7 separate regions of the Mus musculus genome follow, and regions 2, 3, 4, 5, 6 and 7 are each linked to region 1. The links are chromatin contacts, called in public promoter capture Hi-C maps. All regions are on one chromosome and are shown on one strand. The core of a region is the stretch at or near the end of the contact, and the rest is flanking DNA. Distances in the headings are between cores, read along the strand shown. Region 1 holds the start of Dgcr8 (DGCR8, microprocessor complex subunit). Region 2 holds the start of Yeats2 (YEATS domain containing 2). Region 3 holds the start of Ypel1 (yippee like 1). Region 4 holds the start of Ppil2 (peptidylprolyl isomerase (cyclophilin)-like 2). Region 5 holds the start of Ydjc (YdjC homolog (bacterial)). Region 6 holds the start of Ube2l3 (ubiquitin-conjugating enzyme E2L 3). Region 7 holds the start of Hic2 (hypermethylated in cancer 2).

Region 1 (2,662 bases), core at 103-2,602:
TTTGTTAAAATAGATACAATTGGGGCTGGAGAGATGGCTCAGTGGTTAAGAGCACCTACTACTCTTCCAGAGGTTCTGAGTTCAATTCCCAGCAACCACATGGTGGCTCACAACTATCTGTAATGGGATCTGATGCCCTCTTCAGTTGTGTCTGAAGAGAGCAATGGTGTACTAATATAAATAAAATATATCTTAAAAAAAAAAATAGATACAATCTCCCCAACCTTAGGGATATAACTCAGTGCTTTTAGCATTAACACAAGTGTGCTGAGACCGTGAGTTCTTCAACATGTTACCCTTTAGTCGTGTTTTTAGCATCCACTTTTCATGTCCAGCAGCAATTACTGAAGTGTTTGCCTAACGGCAGACAGTTTTCTATAAAATTTTTATTACACTTATTGACTTGAATCAGAACCTAAAGGAAAGCTAAACTATTTGAGGTTCTGGATAGTATAAATATAACTTATCCCCACCTTAGTCCCGGGCTTATAGCAATGAAGTAATGGTTTGTGGGTTCGGGATTTGAAGGGCTCAGGAACAGACCTGGCTAACTTCATTTTGTTTCTGAGTCACTTCTGTCCTAAAGAATTTTCCTAAGTCTCATACTGCTACCACGGGTGTCAGATGAGTCTGGAACTGCTTAAGTTTCTTTATGGTCTTTGGCACTGACACAAGTCTGCAAGGCCTACCTAAGGTCCACCCCAAACTAAAAGGACCCCCAATCGGCTCTGCTTCTCCTTCCTTTTTTGACACGGAGGATGCTGTAAGCACAGCGAACATTTTTAGTCATCAGATCTTTGTCCTTCCTGGTGTGATGATATTGCGAGTAAAACTCCTTTCCTATCCTCCGCATCGCGCATCTTATCCGTTGACTTTCTAGGATGGGTGTACCTCCAACATTGTCCTTGGGACGACCCAGAGCCGGAGGTCCATTGTCATTCGCAAACTCAAAAGTGACTATTGAGCTCAACAGAGGCCAGCTCATAGATGAGCTCCCAGCGTCCCTCGCACTCCCGCGCTCCCCGGCTCCCGGCAGCCTCTACGCGCCTCTCTCCCGGCGCGCCCCGCGGCCGCAACTCAGCCCCACCCGGAGCGACAGCCGTTAGAAGTGCCAGGCTTGCGGCTGGTCCCGCCCATCCCGGTCTCCATAGCGCCTCGCAATTGGGCCGCGCGCGCCTCGCGCTGCCGATTGGCGGCCGCCTCAGCCCGCTCCCGGCTCCCCCAATGCGCGGAGGCCGTGCGCCGTGATTGGTAGCCCTCCGCCAAGGCCCGCCTTCCGCTCGCCCGCGCGGCAGCGGGTCTCAAGAGCCGAGCGCTTTGCAAGGGCCTTCGCGGGTTGTGGCGGCGCCGGGGTCGGTGAGGGTCGACCGGCTGTGGTCGGGCTGCGGGCGGCTCGGGCAGGTCGCGGGCGCCACAGGTAGGTGCGGGGCGCGATGGGCGCCCCGCGGGCGGCGGGCGCTGCGGCCTGGAGAGGCTGCGCCCTTTCCTTCCCTCCTTCCACCCCCACCCCTCCCGGGCGAGGCCACAGGCCGGGGCTCGGGGCGGGGCGCGGCGCGCTAGGCGGGCTGGGCCACGCGGAGTCGCGGCCTTTGTGCAGTGGGGGCCGGGCCCGGAGCCCAGGCATCATGAACGTAGGGTGCTGTCTGCCTGGTAACGAAGCCCCCTGGGCGGTGGGCCCGAAGCCATTGCCTCGCCTTCTGGCGGGAGAGGTGTGGGCAGGGACACCTCAACGCCCCGAACTCCGCCTGTTTTGTTTGGAAAAAGCCAAGAAACCGCCCAAGTCTCCACCAAATTACCCGTGGATGAAGTGTCATGTAGCTTATCAGAATGTGGTTTTACAGTAACAATGAACGTTGTAGAAATAAATGGCAAGTGGCAACCTGTTGACAGCGATACATGTCAAGTAGTATCATCCAGTGGATTTGGGTTGCTGATGGTAGGAATTTGATTTGCCATCTTGCATGCTTGCATGTACCTTATTGCCAGATGCAGAGATGTCCTGTGTTGGGTTGTTGACTCTTGTATGCCAATCACTATTAGGGTGCCCACTCTCTGCTGGCTCAAACTAGACTCCCAGCCTTGGAAGTGGCTCAGTTCCCACTGTAATCCATCACTAACCGAAGATAGTGAAAGGCTGGCCCAGCTAGTGTGGCCTTTCAGTTTAGAATAGGATTTGCGGGGTGACAAAGGAATTGATGAGGTCATACTGCCTTTGGGTTGAGCGGGAGGCTGCAGCTGTAGCACTGGCCATCCGTTCAGCAAGTAGGAGTTGTTCACATGTTTTGGGTAAGCCCTGTGCCAGGGTCCAGGGGAGCCAGCAGTGGGTCTGACTTGCTCACAGTCTAATTGGCAAATCAAAATCTGCATCCATAGGTCCAGTCAGCTGAAGAATAGTGAGGTTTACAGGCAGGAGGGCTACCCTTTGAGCTGTGTTGCCAAACATGTGGAGCAGGCAGTTCACAGTGGCTGTCTGAATTTTACCTTGTGAGAAACATGATTTTGACTGGTTTGCCCAGTTTGGCCTTCTCTTGTCATCATTCCCCTCCCATGTGATCCTATGTACTTTTCACATCAGTTTCCTTTGACATCTTCCATGACTCCCATCTCCAGTACTGTCTGTCCTCCCTTCTGATCTCCAATCTCCTGCTTCTAGTTGTCTATT
Region 2 (2,662 bases), core at 65-2,564, 1.9 Mb before region 1:
TTCTACCTCCAAACGCTCATCTTTTCACTCTGTCTACTTCCATTTGCAAGGAGTCAATCCAGGCTACCGCAGAAGGCTGCATCCTGACTCCTCAGCACCCCCCCCACACACACACACACACACTTTTGACTTCTCCGGTGTAGTGGTGGGATTGTGCCACTACCTTCTCAAAACCTTTCTACGAGCTTCCTATAAAAAGTAAGTCTGCCAGATGTGGTGGTGGTGGAACCACACCCTTAATCCCAGCACTGGGAAAGCAGAGGCTGGTAGATCTGAGTTCGAGGCCAGCCTGGTCTACAGAGAGGACTGAGGTTCTGAGACAGGTCTATGTATGTATATGAAAGAGACCCCCGTCTAAAACGAACCACAGTTAAGGCACCAACCCCTCATCGGTTGTTTTGGTCCTACCTTTAAGGCAGACTACACAAATATACACACCCATAGTAATTACTTCTGGACACTAGAATTTCTTCTTTGTCCTTGTCTAAATTTTAAAAATATTCTCGGATGAGTACTTGCTACTTATTAATGGCAACGATACTGCTGAATAAATGTGTATTACCTTCTAGTTTATGTTATGGAATTTTAAAAGTGGGTTGTTTCTGCAATTAGGTATGTGCCTAGACAAAAATACTAGCAATATCAAAACTAGTAAGATGTTAGTGAGCTGCAGAATTATAGGACACAGTATTTTTTGTTTAACATAAATACTTGCATAATGGAGATGAGCTCTAAGCCTTATTGTCTTCTGCATAAGCACACCGAGCCGTGTTTCTGGTCAAGTCCTCACTTTCCGAAGCTTCCATAGGACACAGCACCGTCCTACGCTCTCGTGCAGACTTCTCGCAACCTTCCTAAGCCGCCGCAGATTTCTTTGGGCAAATCCAAACTTGCCGAGGCGACCTCGTCTCGGGACCACCCGCGGGTCACCGCGCAAGCTCAGCCGCCTCGGCTGCAAAGCGACCCGTCTGAGGCTGCGCGGCGAGAAGAACCCTCCCCACGCCGGACCTGGCTCTCCGCGGACCCAGGCGCCCACCCGTCCGCGCCGCTGAGCTGTCCGCGCGGCCGCGGTGGGGGAGGGGTGCACGTGCCCGCGCCAGACAATGCCCCGCACAAGACGCGCGCCCGCACCGACACTCACCCTTCCTGCGCGCCCAGCTGCAGCGCCGCCCTGCCGGGACCCGGAACCCCCACGCGGAGAGAAAGAGCGAAAGGTCTCCTCCCGTGGAACCGCCGTGCGAGGCCCGGGACGCGCCCGCGCGGAAGCTCACGACAGAGCAGCCCGCCCGCCGTCAGGCTCCGCCCCGCACGTCACCTCGAGGGCGGGGCGGCGCGGGCGCGCGCGGTGGGGGCGGGGTCGGGGCGGCGTGGCCGCGGGGGGCTAAAGCTGCTCCTGAACTCTGCGTCGCACCTTCAGGTTGACCGCTTGAGCCGGCCAACCGTTGTCTTCCTGCTGAAAGTTTGAGAGAATGCTGGTTCTCTTGTAGTCATGGCAATAGTAACTATGGTGACCGCACTGCTGAGCGTACCATCTTGCGTCACTGTGTTTAGTGATAGAGGTGTATATAGCAGCCGTAACCTAGTATCTAGTATCGCGGGGTAATACTTGTAGTCTGGAGACTGAGGCAGGAGCATCACAAGTACAAAACCTGTCTAGTTACATAGTGAATTCAAGGCCCTGTCTCAAAGTAAAAGTTATTGGTAGAGTGCTTGCTTAGAGCAATGCTGTGGGTCCAACCTCCAGCACCATAAATATATATATTAAACAAGCAAACAAAAAAAAAAAAAGAAAGAAAGAAAGAAAGAAAGAAAGGAAGGAAGAAAGAAAGACGTGGTGGCGCACGCCTTTAATCCCAGCACTTGGGAGGCAGAGGCAGGCGGATTTCTGAGTTCGAGGCCAGCCTGGTCTAAAAAGTGAGCTCCAGGACAGCCAGGGCTATACAGAGAAACCCTGTCTCGAGAAACCCTGTCTCGAAAAACCAAAAAGAGAGAGAGAGAGAGAGAGAGAGAGAGAGAGAGAGAGAGAGAGAGAGAATGAAGGAAGCAAAGACAGGAAGAAGGCATTAATCATTGTGAACCCATTTTAGTAGATGTAGCACCTGAGTGAGGTGTAGTGGTCCCCCCTCCCCCCTCTGGTCCCAGATACTTTGTAGACTGAAAGAAAGGGTGAAGGTTTGAAAACGTTGAAAACTTTTTTGTTTGTTTTGTTTTTTGAGACACTGTTTCTCTGTAGAAACATTTACTTTTGTAGATTTACTTAATGTAGATGCAGCTAATGAATGACAATCCATTAAGCCTCGGTTTTCCCTTTAAAATCGCTTGAAACCAGCTTTCTTCCATGATACTACACACCAAGACTTCCTATTACTTCTTCAGGACTACAGCATCCAGGCTGACCTTGGAGCTGCCTCAGACTTTTTCAGCTCTTGCTCATATTGTACAGCTTGTACATACTTACCACACAAGCTGAGTAGTGAGGTTTTTTTTTTTTTTTTAAGATTTATTTACTATTATACATAAGTACACTGTAGCTGACTTCAGACGCACCAGAAGAGGGCGTCAGATCTCATTACTGGTGGTTGTGAACCACCATGTGGTTGTTGGGATTTGAACTCAGGACCTTTGGAAGAGCAGTCAGTGCTCTTACCTGCTGAGCCATCTC
Region 3 (2,662 bases), core at 94-2,593, 1.2 Mb after region 1:
TTTGGTCTAATCCCTAAGAAGACATGCTAACCACATAGTCCCTTGGCTAGGAACACATAGACCTAGGGATCCTGGTAGCAAAACTCTTCAAATACAGCACCCCTGACTTTTTTAAGAGCCCACAGTATGGCTGGAGAGATGGGCTGACATCCTTTAGCACCTGCTGCTCTTGTGGAGGATCCATAACTTCGGCTCTAGGGGATCCGATGCCCTCTTCTGGCTTCTCTAGATACCAGGCACACACACGGTGAATATACATGTGTGTGTGTGTTTATTTATTTGTACCCCACCATACACATGCACACAGACACCCACTGGACCAGCCCCTAGGGGAGAGGGAGACGGGTACTCAGCAAACATTTGTTAACACATCTACCAGAACACAGCAGAGGTAAAGGGCCCTGGGTGATGGGTGAGGGTGGCTTACTCAGAGGGGCCTGGAGAAGTTCCCCAGAGGAGGTGAGCCTGGTCTTGGAACTTCAGCGGAGCGAGGAGGAGTATGGTCAATTCTTTGACAAGATACATTAGTTAAGGTGAATACATTGTGGATACTTATAAGGCAACTGAATTAGAAAGACCTTGGGCTGAAAAATGATGTTTTCAACGTCTATTATCTATCCAAAACAGAATTCTGCCGGCTTTCTATCCTGGAGCTCAGTACACGATCGAAGATGACCATTTGTGCAGTTATTGAGTAGAGAATATCTTATTTAGTTGCTACTGTTAGCAATTTACATTGATAAAGCCTAGAGCCACAAGTGGTAAACAATGAGGACAATTCCCTTTAGTTATTATTGTACAGGCAACTTGAAAATGCCACCCCATAATATTCTTTTATTGGAGGTATCTTCTGTATTTATTTCTTTCCCCATTTTTTAAGGTAGGGGAAAAAACAATGGGGGGGGGGGGGCGAAGAAAAAAGAAAGAAAGAAAGACCGGGATTTTGCGTTGTCTTCTAATGACCCAAATACCAACAGTTCGGAACATCAGAACAAAAAGTCAACGCATCCTCCGCACTCCCGCCCGGCCCGCCCGCGCCCAACAGGTGCTTCCCCGCCTCCCGGAGCCGGAGATCCTCAGGTCTCCGCAGAGAACCCCTGAGGCCCGCCCGTACTCACGGCCGCTCCGCGGTCCGCTGCGCCCATCCGGCCCAGGCTCGGTCGGCGCGAGCTCGGTTTTCAGGCGGTCCCGGTGTGACCCGGGACGCGCTCCGGCCGTTGGCGCCCACTCCGGGCGCGAGGCATCCTCCTGCCGCCGCCTCGCGGGCCGCCTGCCCTTTGTTTTGGACCCGTAGCCCAGCCCAGCCGCCATAAACGGCCTCGGAACGTGGCGATGCCCAATCAGTGTCCGAGCCCCGCCCTCGCGTTCCCGCCGCTCCGCCCCTCCACGCTCCCCGCCCCTCGCCCTGCCCCACGCGTCCACCCGCGCCCCGCTGCGCTCGGGGGACTGGGCTGGAACGTGTCCGGGTGGAGCTCGCCAGGAGTCCGGTGGGCTGGCCTGACGAGGAACCCAGGCGAACCGGCAGGTCGCGGGGCCGGTGGGGAGGTAGGGTCCTGGAAGGCCAAAGGACCGAGATTTTCCACAGGTTTGCGCCTCAGGCTGCAGGCAGGAGGACCTCTGCAGCTGGGTCCCTAGAGCGCAAGCTTCTTCCCTCTCTCCATACTGACCACCCTTTCTCCACTCTCCAAGTCGCCATCCAAGAGCCTCCAGGTCTGCGTGGACTTGAATTATGGAACCCCAGATTAGATTTCCTACCCACAAAACACAGGCAGTATCACCCAGTCTCCATGCCCACATCTGCGCTTCTTCTGTTATTTTTTTCTTAGTCTCTTTAGATCGATTTTTCAAAGCACACTGCTGAGGGTGAATGTACACATTGCAGGACGTATTTGCGCCCTCTAGAGTGTGCTTGTTAGGATTTATTGTATTGAGGATACCCCTAATTGATTAGATTGTGGGCCCTTTGAGTTGCCATTTACTTAGTGAGTCTCCCAAGTGACTGATTACTCTATTTTTGTATTCGTCCTAGCTAGGGAGTCTCATGTTTTTTTGGCTTTTAGAATATGATCTCTGTAATTCTGTAATTCAAGCTGGCCTCAACTATGTAGCTCAAACATGATCTTGAACTTTATATTTTAAGCTTATTGTGTGAATAAGCACATGCCTGTGCACCAGAGGTTAGCTCTGCTTCTCACCTACCATATTGATCCTGGATTTGAACTCAGGTCAGCAGGCTTGATAGCGGCACCCTCACTCACTGAACCATCTGGCTGACTCTTCTATTTTTAAAGAATTTAAGCGGGAGAGATGGCTCAGCAGTTAATAGCACTGACTGCTCTTCCAGAGGTCCTGATTTCAACTCCCAGCAACCACATGGATTGCTCACAACCATCTGTAACGGGATCTGATGCCCTCTTCTGGTGTGTCTGAAGACAGCGACAGTGTATTCACATACATGAAATAAATAAATCTTTTAAAAAATGTGTTTTTTTTAATAGCTTAGAAAATAGTAGGTTTATATACGGCATTTTCCTATTTCCTTAGCATTGGTTAGGCCTCCTCCAGCCTTCCTTTCCTACCCATCCCACTTCTAACACCTACCTGTTCATATCATGGATACTCCAGTGCCCTTTTCCAGCGTCCTGACTTCTGGAAGCACTCC
Region 4 (2,662 bases), core at 64-2,563, 1.2 Mb after region 1:
TACTGGGCTAAAAGATCTTTTGAGGTAAGATTTATTTGGAAGGCAGAAGTTATGAAGTAAGAAGCTGACAGGATGACTGCCTTTGGCTAACTGGGTGGATGGTGGTCCTTGTTAATCCTGCCAAATGAGAATCAGACCAGTGACCCAGATTTTTTGGTTGCATTTTCAGTTAGACAGGGTTATCTCCCTAAAGTAGGATTTGAGAGCATAGTCTCAAAGGAGAATTTTTTTTTTTAATATCCCCCAAACTGCAAGGCTAGGGGGTTTCTAATGTTTTATGTTTATGTAGGAATTTGACAAGACATCTTAAAATTATTTGGTTGAAGATCTTATCAGGAGGTTAGGGTTAGGGTATGGAACATACCATTTAGCATCAAAGTGGAGATTTGGAACAAGGAAATTAAGAATTCTTTGATCAGCCAGGCGGTGGTGGCACACACCTTTAATCCCAGCACTTGGGAGGCAGAGGCAGTGGATTTCTGAGTTCCAGGCCAGCCTGATCTATAGAGTGAGCACCAGGACAGCCAGGGCTACACAGAGAAACCCTGTCTCAAAAAACAAAAACAAACAAAAACCCAGCTTAGGGTGGAGAGATGCCTTAACAAATAAGAGCTGTGCAAGTCTGGCAAAGAGAACCAACTCCTCACTTGTCCTCTGAGCTCTACACTTGTGGCATGGCCACTATTTAACCACACACACAATTTTAAAAAGGAAACTTGGGGCCGGGCATGGTGGCACACTCCTCTAGTCCCAGCACTCGGGAGGCAGAGGCAGGCGGATTTCTGAGTTCGAGGCCAGCCTGGTCTACAGAGTGAGTTCCAGGACAGCCAGGGCTACACAGAGAAACCCTGTTTCGAAATACCAAAAAAAAAAAAAAAAAAGGAGACTTGGGACCCATTCTCCCGGCACATGAGACCCAGACCAAAGATCTGGCCACAGAAGGAGCAGAGAGGGCTTGGTCATCTGCCAGCTGATGGGCCTGAAGGGCGTGGGGACCGAACGAGAGAAGAGTTGAGTATACACATGGACATGGCTTTAGAGAAGGTGAAAAAGGTTGAAGATCTTTAGATACAAAGGAGGTGAGTCTGAGTGAGTCTGCCTAGCATAGCATGGACTGAACAAGTAGCCAGACAGTGCATAGAAAAGTTTTTGAGGGCTTGGGGGAGGCAACGCAGTATGGTGGGAGACAGGAAAAGTGGATTCTACTCAAAGTTAGCAAGCTTCAGCCTAGCACGGTGCCTGCACCCAGCACCTGGACACCTGGAAACCACAATTCCCAGAATGCTTTCTTCCAACTTCCGGGATCCAGTGCGTCGATCTCCGGAAGTAGTTGAGAAAGCGGAGGCGCCATAGTCAGTGTCTGCTGTGGTCTCTTCGGTTTGTTGCCACCATGGGGAAGCGACAGCACCAGAAGGACAAGATGTAAGTTGGGTCGCGTCTCTCGTCTCAGCTCGTCGCCGTGCTGAAGGCTATCATCTGAAAGCCTCAGCTCTCACAGGCGCGGTCTCGTCCCTCAGTGCAGCCTACGCGGGCCAGGGCGTTCTACCGCCGGACTAACTAACTTCCGGGATTTCCCTACCCCTAGCCTTTCTGCGAACGAGTTTTGCCCCTGAGTTGGTTGTCCGCTTCGTCCTGGCTCTAGTCTGAGAGCCTACACACAGGCGACAGCCTTCAAGTTGAAGATAGGCGGGTCGTGCTCCATGTTCCCCTCCCATTTGCTGCTGCTGTACTTTCTGTTTTCTGTTGTCTCTTCAGATGCTCCCCGCCCCTAGCTGCTTGCAAGGATATCTTTGACTTCTGTATTGCCAGATCTAGTATCCAGCTTTTCAGTCCTTGGGCTTCTTCCCTTTCCAAAAGTAGCCTTTAGTGAGATCTTACATGCGCTTAGTAGTTTTTTTTGTTTGTTTTTGTTTTTGTTTTTGTTTTTCAAGATAGGGTTTCTCTGTGTAGCCCTGGCTGTCCTGGAACTCACTTTGTAGATCAGGCTGGCCTCGAACTCAGAAATCCCCTTGCCTCTGCCTCCCGAGTGCTAGGATTAAAGGCTTGGCGCTTAGTAATTTAATCTGCGAATGATCTCTATTTCATTCCTCTTTGCTGGGCTTCCCCTCCCCTTGTCCCAGACCTCGGGGGTGTTTCCTTCATCCCTGTGGTGGATCTGTTCAAAGAGTCTCTTGCACTAAGTCAGCAGCTTTCACTCAGTTCTCCACTTGGAAAACTTACAGCTTTTTCAAAACTAGTATGCTAAAAGGGAACTTGATAATTTTCACACCTAAGCCTGCCGTTTCTTATCCTAGCTCAGTGGTTACATAGTGGGTCCCTGATTTACTATATATAGACTGAAGACAATTCTCATCCTAACAGAAGAACAACCGCACAGAGCAACTGGAGCTATGTTAGATCATGTCTGGGTCCTGCTCAAAATCACCCACCAGCTTCCCATCACACTTAGGCAAATAGAGAGTACTCTCCTTGATCTTTGACTCATTTTTGACTCGGCCGCTGTCCTTGCTTCTGTGTCTTTTTCTGCTGCTACGTACCTCATCACACTCTTCCTCTGCTGTCTCCTTTCTGGAACAGATTCAGCTTGTCCTGTTCCAGCCTCAGTAAGTGTTATTCCTGTAAAGGGCTTCCCCAGAGCTTTGTGTGCCTAGCTCTTCCTGTC
Region 5 (2,662 bases), core at 61-2,560, 1.1 Mb after region 1:
CTCGGCAGTCAGGGCGTGGCCAGCAGGGATATCTTCCAGGGCCCGCGCCAGTGACCCCAAGACTCGGTGAGCTGACATATGCCGGCCACAAGTGCTCAGGCCCACAAAGGCATCGGTCCACCTGTGAGTGCCAGGATATCAGAGGTGTTGCCTCAAGGACCGGTCGGGATAGGCAGAGGGTGGAGCAGGACAGTAGGTCAACTCCTAACTTTTTTTTTTTTTTTGGTTGAGAAAAACCAACCAAAACTGGGATCTTTGGGGACGTGGCAGGGTTGGATGTAGTTGGGAAGGCTGATGCTCACCGCAGGCCGTGGCGAGAGAAGGGGCCAATTGCGGCCCGGGCATCGCGCTCCACCGTGCAGGCGAAGGCGCGCGCTGGCGCTTCGAGCCACGCGCAGCTGCCCACGCCACGTTCTGCCGGCAGCCGTGTGAAGCGGACCCCGTACGCCTGCAGCGCCTCGGCGAACACCTGACACACGCCTGCTTGGAGGGGTGGGCGCAGAGGGGAGTCTCCATCGACCTCCCATCAACCCAGGAAAGAAGCCCCACCCCCCGCCCTGGGAGTATCAAGCCGCGTACCTGGAAGCACATGCACGTGCTGGTGACCGTCCACGTGCGTGGGGGACCTGCCCAGCAACTCCCGGAAGCGGCTGAGTTGAGCTTCTAGTTCCTCCCGCACCTGAAGGGAGGGGCACAGATACTATGAGCTTCGGGAAGCAGCCACAAAACTAGGAGCTCCGTCTGGTGCCACGATGCGACTGCTCCAGCCTTTGAACTAGAGAGTATACCCAGCATCCGCTTTTGACCCAACGACTTCCATGATACCCTCTGGGCTGAGATTTGAAGATCAAGATGAGTATTCCCCTGCAGCCACGTCTCCGCACCTGGGGCAAAGCAACGTCTCCAGCCGCTAAAGCCTCCCGAAATCCCATCTTGCCGAGAAAGAAGCCTTCGGGGCTGAGGAGCGACGAGGCGTTGTGGCGGGCCGGGCCCACCGGACGGCCCTCAGACAGGTTGGCGTGAAGACCCGTGGGAATGCTGTGCCTACGGGCAGAGCGCGAGAGCGATCACCGGCTGCCACCAAGTGGGAGCCCCTAAACCAGCCGGGTCCTGTAGGGGACCGCCCTCACCTGCGGGCCAGCTCGGCCGCACTCTCTGCGGCTGTGCCGTTAACCAGCAGTGACACGCTGGTCACAGTTCCTGCCAGGAAGGCCTCTACGATGCCCTCATCGCGCCGCGGGCAATAACCAAAGTCATCAGCGGTGACAACCAGCCGCACGCGGGGAAAAGCCATGGCTGCCAAACCCTGGCTGGAGAGCAGAGGGAATAGGTTGGAGCATCCAGACCCCGCCCTCGAACGCTGCCGAGGCCCCACCCCGACGCACACGCCTAAATGCGGCTGCAAGCCGCCATTGTTCTCGCCACCTAGAGGTCTCTGAATGTCCTGCTAACGCTCTGCAAATTTTATTTTTTTGTTCGTGTGTGTGTGTGTGTGTGTGTGTGTGTGTGTGTGTTTATGTATATATACATATGTATGTATATACGTGTATACACGTGTGTGTGTATATATAGTATATATATACATACATAAATACACACACACACATATATGTGTTTATACTTATGTATATATACATGTATATATACATATGTATGTATATACGTGTATACACGTGTGTGTGTATATATAGTATATATATATACATACATAAATACACACACATATATATGTGTGTTTATACTTATGTATATATACATGTATATATACATATGTATGTATATATGTGTATACACGTGTGTGTATATATATAGTATATATAAACACACACATATATATGTATATACGTGTATACACGTGTATATATATATATATGTATATATATATACATACATAAATACACACACGCATATGTGTGTGTGTGTGCGCGTGTGTGCATGCGCGCCTGGTTTTGATCCACAATGTGAACGCATACTGGTAACCGAACTTCAGTCCTTTGCAAGAACTGTAAGCTTTCCTAACCACTGAGTTCTCTAGCTCATTTTTTTATTTTTGAACTGTAATTTTTTTTAATGTCGAAAAGGAGAAATATATTCAAGAGAAATTCCCCTTGCTCTTCTCAGTGTTTATCATTACTAAGTTTCTGGGCAGTATATTGTCCTTCCATTATTTTCTCTGAGAAAAAAACCAGCCACCTACCTTTCTCCATCACTCAATGATGATGCCAAGTTATTTCATTCTTGTAATGCTGCTCTTCTTTGTTTCAGTCTGTTCCTCACTGATTCTCCCAAGGGGAGGCTTTTTCTTAGCAAAAGCTCTAAACAACAAGAAAACTGGCAGATTTACTCAAGAAAGCACTAGTTCACTTTCACCTTGAGCTTAAGGCAATGCTTACATCCGTCACCTCACTTTTGGACTTTGTCCAGTAAGCTTCCTTATCCATGACTTACCTATAATCACCATGGTGACATGGTAATGTGGCTGTCTTGATACTGTTTTGAAACAGTCTTATGTATACCAGGCTGACCTCACTATTCATTCAGCTGAGGCTAGCCTTGAACGTCTGATCCTAGAGCTTCCACCTGTCCAGTGCTGGAGCTACAGGTATGTGCTACCACGCCTGGTTTTTGTGGCACAGGAAATTAAACCAAAGACTTCATGCAT
Region 6 (2,662 bases), core at 48-2,547, 1.1 Mb after region 1:
TTTGAAAACCTCTGAATTAAGTGTCCTGAATATTCTGCTGAATGAAAGCAATGCATTCTCTTCACATTTCTGTCGGCCTCATGTTGCCAGCTCTGTACTGCTAGTTTCTCCTTAGAGCTTCAGCCCTTTTGAGACATGGAGTCTGGGGTCTTGGTGGCCTAGCCCACCATTCCCCCACTGGTGTCAAGTGATTTTCCCTTAGGGAGTCTATTAATTTTAGATAGAAAGGGCATCAAAAGACCAAAGCAAAAATCCTTTCTAATGGGCACATGGATGTTACTCATGGAGTACAGGTACTTTCAGAACTTGAGGGTGGAAGCTGGAGGATCAGGAGTTTAAGGTCATCTTTAGTTATATAGTGAATTTTGAGGCCACCTTAGGCTACATGAGGCCTTATCTACATCTCATCTCCCAACCTCCAACACTTCTCCACTTGTAAAAGCACTGAGTGAGTGTAGGGTTTGCCTTCTGGCAGTTTCTTTCTTCCTCTCTGGATATTTCAGCCATTACTAGGATCATACTATGTAGCTAGGCTGGCTAGAATCTATATTCTGCTTGCCTCTGCCTCCCTCTGCAGGAATTAAAGGCACAATCCACTTATCTTCGGCTGCCCTGCACTGTCTTATTCATGGTATTTCTTCAGTGAGCCTTCCTGAGAAGCAGATCCTGTAGTTCTTGTGTGTAGGAGGCTGTATGTGAATGTTAGTGTGGGCGTGCACACACATGCATGTGGAGACCTGAGGTCCACAGAATTCTTTCCTTGTTTGTACTTTACAGGTTTTCTCCTTGAATCTGAGGCTCACCATCAATTCAGTTAGGCAGGTTAGAAAAAGAACTTCAGAGATCTAACTGTAACTTACCTCCCCTAGTGCTAATGACCATGCTTGCTTCTGTGTGGGTTCTTGGGAACCCAAATTCAGGTCCTTCTTGATCAGGCAGGCACTTTACCGATTGTATTACGTGTTCAGTAACAGAATAACTTTCTCATCTCCCAGTTTTGATTTCTTCACAATGTTTAGTAGTGCCTGAAATAATCTTGATTATTCTATTATTTTGTGTACACACTATTTATAGTGCACCTACTATGTGTCAAGCACTGTATGTACTTGCCATAGGATTGGAGGCGCCATAAAGTAAGGATCTTTAACTGTCCAGGTCACTCGAGTCTACACAGGATTCTATAGCCCTGGGACCTGCACACAGTAGGCACATTTCTCTATTCCGCGCTCTTCCCGGTTAGCCCCTCCCCCGCTCCAGGAAGTGAGGGGGTTCTAGCCGCCTGGCCTACCGCGATGCATTTTGGGAAAGCAGCAGCACCAGATCCAAGATGGCGGCCAGCAGGAGGCTGATGAAGGTAAAAGCCATTCTCTGGCGCTGGCCAGGCGGGGGGCGGCGTCCCCGGGCCGGGACCCCTACGGCGGGCCGCGGTTCCTTGGGGCGACGCCGTTCTTCATCCCTCATTGCGTGGCCCCGCTGTGCCGCGTGCGGAGAGATCTAACGGGGCCGCCTAGGCCGCAGCCTGGGCGGGAGCGCAAGGCCGCGCTGAGAGCCGCCGCTGCCGGCCCTTCGGATCAGCCTGGGCAGTTCTCGAGCCCCCTCCTCCTGGAGCGAAGCCGGGCCCTCCGTCGCAGCGGCCGCGGTCCGGGTCGAGGACGCCGTTGATGTGTGGGCCGGGCCTGGAGGCCCCAAGCTGGGCGCCCTCGGGGAAGAAAGCCGGAGCCCCGGCTGGGAGTACGCGCCGCGGAGCCGCCCGGTCCTGGGCCGCGGTCGCCGTTCTCTGAGCCCCATTCCGCCAGCCCACAGCTCCGGGACCGGGAGGCTGCGAGGCCCGAGACGGGAAAGGAAGGAGGAGGGCAGGCGGCCAAAGTTAGGTCAGTTAGTTGGTGGTCTTTTGAAATTGTGTTGGGTCCACGCAAACTGTCGCCTTGTGACTGCAGAGTCACACAGCCGACAAGTTCCAACTCTAGGAAGGCGTGGGGTCGTCTCCCTGCGTAGCTAGGTTCTCTTTTCTATCCACCTCTTAGTCATCCGCATCTCCTTTCCCTGATGAAGGGTGGGGGTTGGTTTCTGTCGTTGAAATCAAAACCTGCCAAAGTTTACGAAAATAACTTGGTATACGCACTTTGTATCTTGAATGTATGGGAGTGTCACTTCACTAATTGGCTCCTTTGGTGAAGCATACAATATAGGTGCTCAGTTGGAGTTTTTCACGAGTAGATCTGCGGACATCCTCTAAAGATAACCCGCCAGTGTTTGAGTGCTACCTGGTAGTGCGGCCGAGCTCTCGCCGGACCGGAAATAAAAAAGGTCGCAGGAGCTGGCTCTTGAGACCAAATTTGTATTTGGTTGATGGAGTCACTGGAAACAAAAGAAAGCCATTTGCTCACTGAAACCTAGAGAGAACATTTGATAAAACTAGAGTGGAAGTGGGCACAAAACAATTGTGATCAAACCCCCTTATCTGTTCTGCGGGTGACACTCCATCATTTACCTACAGGAAAGGAATGCTAATCACTTCCGTGTTCAAACCCCAAAAGTTGTCGTCCCTTCAGCCTTGTGGGTTTCAGTTTAGGAAGATTTCGTGACTGCATGCTGTTTTCTTGTAATTTGATGACATGAATTCATCTGCCTTTTCTCAGGTCCCCTTCTCTATCCTTTTCCA
Region 7 (2,662 bases), core at 94-2,593, 1.1 Mb after region 1:
TTTGCCTCCATCCCACCAACCTTTGTCCTAGATTGGAAATCCCAAGTTCAGCCTAGAAGATGAGCCCCTCCACGACCTGCCGAATCTCCTGGTCCTAGGTGCAAAAGCCACAGCTAGCAAACCCCAGTAACAGTCCAGTCACAGGATTCCTATAGGCAAGGATCCGCCCCTCCCCCATCGCCACATATGTCAGTGGGGGTGGCCTCTCAGTGTTACACCCCTCCTGCTGATTGAAAGTGAGGAACCTGGAACACAGCTTTCCAAATGCGCCTGACAATTATAACTAGAAAAGATACTGTGAAGAGGGGGATAGAACACATAAGTAAATAACTTCTGAATCTCTCCGGCCAGCCAAGATCAGCACGGGACTCTCGTCGCAAGGTAGTCCAAAACTGTTCAGGGCGCGGCCGCTGAGAGTATTATCTGGCCTCAATCACTCCAAGTACCTAAGTCACTGCCCCCCAGGGAGAGGTATTTTCCCCCAGCACTTACACCCAGGCTTGTGTGCATATGAACCATTCTGGAAGATAAACAGAGAATGACAAGCTAGGGCCCCTCAGCTCACTCCCTGAGCCAGCCAGTCCCTTCCTCTTGCCACCCGACCCCCTCCCCCCAAGCCCATCTCTCTTCCTGCCAGGCGGCTGCCTCCAGCAAAGGTCTGGGGGCAGGGCAGAAAGCCCACCCAGCCACGGAGCCGGGCCCTCTAAGCCCTACCCTGTCCCTGACACGGCCAGTCCCCCAGCCAGGAAGGGTACTCGAGGAAAAGGACTGCAGACCATACACACAAGCGCAGTTCTGGAAACCGTAAAGCGTTCCAGTGAGGGGCAGCCGCAGGCGTACAGCCGTTTGCATAATGGGAGAACGCCCGCCTGTCAGGCAGCATAGCTCGCCCGACGCCGTTCGGATTAGATTGCTAATGAAAAGGCACAAAGAGCCGGCGCCCGCTACCCCGTCGACCCCCGCTCCACAGACTCGCGTCCCCGGACTGGCGCGGCCCTGGGGGCTTTGTGCCCGGAGTCCCCGTGCCGGCCGCAACCCGCCGGGCACCTGAACCACAAAGCCCCCGCCCGTCCAGGGTCCCGCGTGCGCCTCGGTTCGAGACTAGGGGCCGTGCGCGCGCTCCGTCCCACGCGCGCCCACGCCCCCCTCTCCGGGGGCGCGCCCGGCCCGCGTCGCCCTCCCTCGAGGACACCGCTTACCTCAGGTGCCTGCCAGAGGCCCCTCGTCTTGGGCGCCCGACCTGAGCTGCACGCGCCCGCCCTGTCCGCCCTCCGCCGGCCCCCGCTCGGCTCTCCGCCCAGCGCGCCCAGAGCGCTGCTCACAGCCGCCCGCTCCGCGCCATCTTGGAAGCTTGTGACGTCAGCTCCACCCGCTCACCCCTGACCCACATCTGAATGGGCGAGCGACAGGGCGGACCTGGAGGCGGACCCTTGTGGGGGCGGAACCCTGAGGCTGGGCGGGGCCGCCGAGGGGTCTGAGTCCAGGGATGGGCCAGTGGCTGCGGCAGAGTGTAATGGGGGAGGGGCGCACGGGAGGTCGCCTACAGGGTCCCGATGCAGGCGCCAGAACGGGATGGCAACCTCACCTCAAAATACTTGACGGGCAACACCCAGCGAAACAAGAATCCTGCTCTTTACCACGGGTCTATGCCCAGCCCTCAAACGGAAGACTGACCCGTTTTGAGCCTGACCCGGACCCTTCAGAACCCCCAACACTATCACCACCAACCCGGTTCAGGTGGCCTGCGCCTCTCCTCTTCCGCCCGTTTGAGCCCCTTGATCTACGCAGAGTATCTCAGTCTATAAAGTTTAGCACCCAAAGGCTGCTTGCTCCGCTGTCTGGGCTGCAGGAAGGCCTGCGTGGTTCTGATTTTAAAGGAGAAAAGAGGCCTGGGAGTCTTAACCCTAAACTTCTCCTAGGATCCTTACATCCACTCTCGCGAAGGTCGACCCGGATTGCGCAGAGGGCGGAGAGGTCCGTGTACACTCTGCTTACTTATCCAGAGTTCCGGTGACCGCCGCAGGTCACAGGAGTTTAGGCAGCCCAGTAAAGACCCAAGACTTGTGGCCATCCAAATGTATTGGGGTTCACACGGAGTTATTCTCTAGAGAGTTATTAGATGACCATCTCTCTACTTTGAACACTAAACACTAAAGCCCACCACTGTTAAAGGTCAGAAAAGTCCTAGCCAGAACCTACAGCTGTTCTATAGGGAGGTTGTGACCCAGAGTCAACATTGAAACCCAATTCAATAACCCTTCACAGAGGCAAGCATGCTTTCCGAATGTACAAGCTTAAAATAACAGATTAAAAAAAATTAAAATTCTTAGTTTACCCAATAGCTACATAGCTAATACATGATTGTTTTTACAACTATCATCTTTGAAACACCAAACAACAGAAATAGGAGTACATTTGTCCTAACAGATATTAAAGCAAATTATAAAGCTACTGCTGTCAATTATACTAGCCAAGACATAGAATACTATGCCTAAACATCCTAGAAATGGCGAAAACTCAATAGATTGAAAATGGGTGGCATGGGGCATGTCTTTAGTCCCAGAACTCTGAAGGCTGAAAGAGGCAGATCTCTGTGAATTAGAGCCAGTCTGACTACATAGTGACTTCCAGTTGAGCCAGGGCTACACAGTGAGCCTGCCTC

The links. Promoter capture Hi-C pulls out the DNA fragments that hold promoters and counts their contacts.
Region 2: a promoter capture Hi-C map of frontonasal cranial neural crest shows a contact between it and region 1, with 5 times the contacts expected there. The contact joins the promoter of Yeats2 here to the promoter of Dgcr8 in region 1. A contact is called at or near these places in 3 of 39 promoter capture datasets (cranial neural crest, frontonasal cranial neural crest and maxillary cranial neural crest) and 1 of 115 datasets of contacts at active chromatin or transcription factors (large pre-B cells).
Region 3: a contact with region 1 is called in a promoter capture Hi-C map of liver, with 2.9 times the contacts expected there. The contact joins the promoter of Ypel1 here to the promoter of Dgcr8 in region 1. A contact is called at or near these places in 2 of 39 promoter capture datasets (cranial neural crest and liver).
Region 4: a promoter capture Hi-C map of the C10 cell line shows a contact between it and region 1, with 3 times the contacts expected there. The contact joins the promoter of Ppil2 here to the promoter of Dgcr8 in region 1. A contact is called at or near these places in 3 of 39 promoter capture datasets (the C10 cell line, cranial neural crest and liver).
Region 5: a promoter capture Hi-C map of hippocampal neurons shows a contact between it and region 1, with 2.9 times the contacts expected there. The contact joins the promoter of Ydjc here to the promoter of Dgcr8 in region 1. A contact is called at or near these places in 3 of 39 promoter capture datasets (hippocampal neurons and liver).
Region 6: a contact with region 1 is called in a promoter capture Hi-C map of liver, with 5 times the contacts expected there. The contact joins the promoter of Ube2l3 here to the promoter of Dgcr8 in region 1. A contact is called at or near these places in 7 of 39 promoter capture datasets (the C10 cell line, cranial neural crest, hippocampal neurons and 3 more), 1 of 115 datasets of contacts at active chromatin or transcription factors (pancreatic cancer cells) and 1 of 9 other capture datasets (adipose tissue).
Region 7: a contact with region 1 is called in a promoter capture Hi-C map of liver, with 4 times the contacts expected there. The contact joins the promoter of Hic2 here to the promoter of Dgcr8 in region 1. A contact is called at or near these places in 3 of 39 promoter capture datasets (hippocampal neurons and liver) and 1 of 484 Hi-C or Micro-C datasets (B cells).

What each region holds. Positions count from the first base shown.
Region 1 is chr16:18,287,858-18,290,519 of GRCm38.p6, reverse strand. It overlaps Dgcr8 (DGCR8, microprocessor complex subunit), which reads left to right and starts at 1,352. Exons shown (of 14, transcript NM_033324.2): 1 at 1,352-1,417.
Region 2 is chr16:20,139,715-20,142,376 of GRCm38.p6, reverse strand. It overlaps Yeats2 (YEATS domain containing 2), which reads right to left and starts at 1,314. Exons shown (of 31, transcript NM_001145930.1): 1 at 1,142-1,314.
Region 3 is chr16:17,068,820-17,071,481 of GRCm38.p6, reverse strand. It overlaps Ypel1 (yippee like 1), which reads right to left and starts at 1,343. Exons shown (of 5, transcript NM_023249.6): 1 at 1,119-1,343.
Region 4 is chr16:17,109,903-17,112,564 of GRCm38.p6, reverse strand. Ppil2 (peptidylprolyl isomerase (cyclophilin)-like 2) reads left to right here and starts at 1,313. Exons shown (of 21, transcript NM_001252444.1): 1 at 1,313-1,422. The coding sequence starts at 1,391.
Region 5 is chr16:17,145,615-17,148,276 of GRCm38.p6, reverse strand. It overlaps Ydjc (YdjC homolog (bacterial)), which reads right to left and starts at 1,310. Exons shown (of 5, transcript NM_026940.4): 1 at 1,131-1,310; 2 at 885-1,044; 3 at 580-679; 4 at 303-480; 5 at 1-121. The coding sequence starts at 1,294. LOC115488656 (a long non-coding RNA gene) reads right to left here. Exons shown (of 3, transcript XR_003951945.1): 3 at 2,253-2,315. It also overlaps a transcript of Ccdc116 not described here.
Region 6 is chr16:17,200,127-17,202,788 of GRCm38.p6, reverse strand. Ube2l3 (ubiquitin-conjugating enzyme E2L 3) reads left to right here and starts at 1,297. Exons shown (of 4, transcript NM_009456.2): 1 at 1,297-1,354. The coding sequence starts at 1,328.
Region 7 is chr16:17,232,268-17,234,929 of GRCm38.p6, reverse strand. It overlaps Hic2 (hypermethylated in cancer 2), which reads right to left and starts at 1,343. Exons shown (of 3, transcript NM_178922.3): 1 at 1,200-1,343.